2 separate regions of the Sus scrofa genome follow, and region 2 is linked to region 1. The links are chromatin contacts, called in public Hi-C maps. All regions are on one chromosome and are shown on one strand. The core of a region is the stretch at or near the end of the contact, and the rest is flanking DNA. Distances in the headings are between cores, read along the strand shown.

What was found. Hi-C and Micro-C count contacts between places; a contact is called where the count stands out from the background.
Region 2: a Hi-C map of liver shows a contact between it and region 1, with 1.6 times the contacts expected there. The contact joins the promoter of FETUB here to the promoter of AHSG in region 1. A contact is called at or near these places in 1 of 5 promoter capture datasets (liver) and 6 of 47 Hi-C or Micro-C datasets (fetal liver, liver and skeletal muscle).

Annotation. Positions count from the first base shown.
Region 1 is chr13:124,425,032-124,427,591 of Sscrofa11.1, forward strand. AHSG (alpha-2-HS-glycoprotein) reads left to right here and starts at 1,282. Exons shown (of 8, transcript XM_005652369.3): 1 at 1,282-1,606.
Region 2 is chr13:124,479,185-124,481,744 of Sscrofa11.1, forward strand. FETUB (fetuin-B) reads left to right here and starts at 1,272. Exons shown (of 7, transcript XM_003132577.4): 1 at 1,272-1,681; 2 at 2,162-2,272. The coding sequence starts at 1,454.

The sequences.
Region 1 (2,560 bases), core at 32-2,531:
ACTTATGAGGATTAAAGCACAATGCCTTTTACAGAGTAAGGAATCTATATCCTTTGCTCTGATGAAGAGGTTTTCCCAAGGAGGAGCAGTTCCAGCCTCAGAAAGGGCACAGCTCCCCATCCTTCGTTAACCCTAAAATGATTCCCTCTTTTGTGAGGGAATGCGTGGGTGTCAAGGCCACATTAAGTGGTATACAATAGGAAGTCTTCTTCCAAACAAAAGAGAATGGAAGGTTTCCCATGATTTCTTCTGTGATCATGAAAGGCTCCTGCAAGGGTCATTGTGTTCTTGAGGCTGATTTCACACAGAGAACCAACTGCCAAAAGGTTAAAAAAAAATTCTTGAAAGAGTAGAAAGATTTAATGAAGTACAAACTTTTTTTCTATTCTGCATTTAGATTATGTCTCTTTCCCAGGGCTGGGTCTAGGATCCAGCAAGGAACAGGACTAAAACACGTACTTTAAGGAGTGTGACCCTGAGAATGAGCATCTCGTTAAATCTGGCAACTTTGCTCTCTCCCTTGCCCCACCCTACTCCAGGCTTTGCTTTTCCCCGTTTACCCCTCAAATGTGTTTCTTTTCAGAGTTTGGCAGGTCATGGCTATGAGGACAGGATTGGGGAAAAGCCTGCTGTGCTCTTTCTCCACCCAAAGAAAGGAAGTAATCACCTCTGGTCACTTGGGTTTAATAATTTTTACCATGCTTTGCTCAGGTCAACGTCTCTCAACTTTGGGGCCTTAGCACCAAGTACAAAGCGCTCTTCGAAATGCCTTCCAGGGCAGCTGGTGCTCAGTTACCTTCACAAGAAATCTGGTGGGTCCTGGGAGAAGGGTCATTTGCATTCCATTGACCGATGTTTTACAGTGGAGGTAGAAACCCCAATATGTCTCCACAGGACAGGCATCATAATCATTTCATAGAACTTACAGTTCTTGGTTCATCAGATGTTCCTGGACCAGGTGAGTCAAGCTAAGCTCCTTTAGTGCAGATGGTGTTTTCTCATCACTCTGCCTCCAGGCACCTAATATCACTGATAGTACATAGTCAATAAATACCCATAGGAATGAAGAAACACCAGGCTTATCAGAAATCATTATTCAGTTTCTTAGAGCCTAGGCCCTTTAAGTACCAGAAAGGGCAGAGCCAGGAATCTGGCCCAATGATTTAAACACCAACCACTGCTACTTCCTCCCTGCAAAAACCAATGGATCCTCTGGCTTTTGCTGACGTGTTCTTGTTCATGTCCTGTTCTGTGAGAGGCTGAGTTCCTAGCTCTCATTGCCTGACTTGATATTTCACCCCCTTCTAACTCTACCCTTCCCTTCTGAGACCCAGGTCTGCCAGCAGGGCCCCAGCAGAAACAGCCCCCAGCAACTCTGGCCCTCTGCTTGCCATGATCCTTCTTGTCTTGGCTCCTGACTGGCAACTATCAAGGCTGACGTCTGCCTTGGAATAGGTGGAATGCATCGCCGCCCTAGTGGAGAGCCCTTCTGACAAATTCAAAGAACCTGGTACCATCCCCAGCTGCCATCTTGGAACTCCGCCATCAGCTGCCTGGGGCTCCACACAGCAAGCACTGCCTGGCACCCTGCTGCCTTCTTCTGGAGGTTGTTGGTCCTCTTCTTCTTAGATCTGTGGGACTGCTCTTTCCCCCTGCCTCTAACCAGCCCCTGACATCCTCAATACTCTACATCTTAATCATCATCATCATCATCATTTTGACTGCACCCTCAGCATGTGGAATTTTCCAGGCCAGGGATTGAACCCGCACCACAGCAGCGATCCAAACCACTGCAGTGACAGTGCTGGATCCTTAATTCACTGCACCTTAGCGGGAACTCCAAGACTTTTTTATTTTATTTTATTTTATTTTATTTTATTTTATTATGTTGTCTTTTGTCCTTTTTTTAGGGCTGCTCTCATGGCATACGGAGGTTCCCAGGTTAGGGGTCCAGTTGGAGCTATTGCCACCGGCCTACGCCACAGCCACAGCAATGCCAGAGCTGAGCTGCGTCTGCAACCTATACCACAGCTCACGGCTACGCTGGATCCTTAACCCACTGAGAGAGGCCAGGGATCGAACCCACAACTTCATGGTTCCTAGTTGGATTTGTTTCTGCTGCGCCATGACGGGAACTCCTCCAAAACTTGTTTTAATGCAGTAACATGGGCCTCAAAGAAAAATGCACAGATAAGTCATTAAGATAATGACAGGAACTACAGACCAGAAAAAGGAATAAATCCTTATCTTCTATTGGTATGCAAAGAAGTTGGAGCTGAGTGGATGAAATTGACTCAACATCACTCATAGGTATGTGCGTTCAGCGTGAGAAAATCTTTCAAAGTCTGAAAGTGGTGTCATCAGACATGGTGAAATATCCTGAACCTTCCTTGGGCATCCTTTGCTATGGCTTTCTTGGAAAACATACTGAAAGATCATCTTTTTTCTTCATTGTCAGTAAGTAAATGGAAACCTTTCTTTCTCCAACTGAAAAATGAGACTATTTTATTCAGCTTGATACCAAACCTATATTAGTTTGCAAATTAAACATATGGAATAG
Region 2 (2,560 bases), core at 22-2,521, 54 kb after region 1:
TTCCATTACAGAGTTATTACAGAATATTGAATATAGTTCTCTGTGCTATACAGTAGGACTTTGTTGGTATCTAGTTTATATATAGTAGTTTGTATCTGCTAATCCCAAACTCCTAACTTATCCCTCTCTGCTCCCTTTCCCATTTGGTAACCATAAGTTTGCTTTCTATGTCTATGAGTCTATTTCTAATTCATAAATAAGTTTGTGCCACATTTTAGATTACACACATAAGTGATATCATATGATGTTTGTCTTTTTCCGATTTACTTCACTTAGTATAATAATCTCTAGGTCTATCTATGTTGCTGCGAATGACAATATTTCATTCTTTTTTATGGCTGAGTGATAGTCCAGTGTGTGTGTGTGTGTGTGTGTGTGTGTGTGTGTGTGTGTGTAGAATAGAATATATAGATTATATATCTTTTTTATCCATTCATTTGTCTATGGACATTTAGGTGCTTCCATATCTTGGCTGTTGTAAATAGTGCTTCAGTGAACATTGGATACATGTATCTTTTCAAATTAGAGTTTTCTCCAGATATATGCCCAGGAGTAGGATTGCTGGATCATATGGCAAGTCAATTTTTAGTTTTTTAAGGACCTTCCATGCTATTTTCCATAGAGGCCGCACCAATTTACATTCTCACCAAGAGTGTAAGAGGATTCCCTCCACACCCTCTCCAGCATTGGTTATTTGTAGACTTTTAGATGATGGCTGTTCTGACCAGTGGGAGGTAATACTTCAATATAGCATTGACGTGCATTTCTCTAATAATTAGCAATGTTGAGCATCTTTTCATGTGACTGCTGGCCCTCTGTATGCTAAATGGAACTCTTTCCAGCCAGATCCCAGAGTGCTTTAGGAATCTCACTGAGGCTTCATGTAGATGATGTGGGGTTGAAGCCTTTTTCCTGATCTAACAAGAATGGTGAACCCAGGAGGTCGGGCGGGAGGTCAGAACTCACTGAGCACCATTGGTACCATGACTTTGGGCTCCGAGTCTGAGATGAAGAGAAGTGTAGCCAGGACATGGGCTGGAGGCGAGATTCTAGTGCCCAAGGGAGAACGTGACAGTCGTCATCTTCTGAACCGGCTTGAGCCCTGCACACAAGCAAGAATTCAATCGTGACCTCCCAGGAACCTTGACCTAAGAGTTTATTTTGCTTTCCTAGGAAAAGATTAGGAAACTTAAATCTGTTTACAGGTAACCATGAGTATCAGATTGCTCCGGGGTCCAAGGTTAGATATATTGGCAAATCCTATCCTAAGTCCTGACTCAGGGAAATCTACATTTAGAATTCAAGCAGATAAAATAGGGCCCTGTGTTTCAAATCCTGATCCCTGGTTCAGGTTGCAATTACAAGGCTGCTTAAATTGCTCTTGCAGAGCCCTGTAAGTAGCTGTCCTTGTGGCTCCTCATACTGACCCCTGCCTGGCCTCACTCCCCACAGGATGGGTCTGCTCCTCCCGCTGGTGCTCTGCGCCCTGGCCGTGGGCTGCGGGGCTACATCTCCACCCCAGCCGCTGCCCCCTACATCCTCGCTTCTCCTCTCCCATGCCTGCAACAGCTCTTATGTGCTGGATGTTGTGAACCTCGTCCTGCAGGAGATCAACAGGAACCAGAAGGACGGCTACGTGCTGAGCCCCAACCGAGTGAGCGATGTCCGCGAACACAGACAGGCAAGTGGCAGTCCCCTCCAGGGCAGGTGTTTGCACAAGCCAGGGAGGCTGCCAAGGGGACAGGAACCCAGAGACACATGTTGGCAGGTACCTTTCAAATCGGAAAACCTGCTGAGTACACACCAAGCTCCTCTGCTAGAGTGCTACATGTTCTTAATGCTATTAGGAACAAGTACTAATCTACTCTGAAACGTACTGTGTCCCACCGTTTCTATTTTCACAGAGTTCCCTGGTTGCCTAGTGGTTAAAGATCTGTCGCTGTCACTGCTGTGGCGCGGGTTCAATCCCTGGCCCAGGAACTTCTGCATGCAATAGGAACAACCAAAAAAAAGAAAAAAAGAAAAAAAGGAAGAAAGATAGAAATCTTCACAAACATTATAGCCTTTGTTTAGCTTTGCCATAAAACAGGGATTTGGGGGGCCAGGCTTTAGGGGTTTCTGCTTCATGTAGGTTGTGCATTTTCTCCTCACCTTCCTACAGGGTGACCTGGGATCTCTGTTCTATCTCACGCTGGACGTGATAGAGTCTAGCTGCCATGTGCTCAGTAAGATGTCATGGAAGGACTGTGGGCTGACGCCATTCCATGAATCGGTAAGTGCTTGTGTCCAGGTGCTTGAGCAGGAAAACTAGGTGACCTCTGTCTTCAGAATGAAGATTGTTCAGCATGTACCATCTTTAAATGTCCCACTTTATAATCTCTTGAGGAGGGTGCCTATGTAGTTATTCCAATTCTATAGACAAAATAGAGTTTCATCAGAGGGATTTCTGAGAGTTCAATTTCTGGTGTCTGGGTCATGAGAAATTGCCCCCAGATGCAAACCACTGCCTTTAGAATGAACAAGCAATGAGGTCCTGCTGTATAGCACAGGGAACTGTATC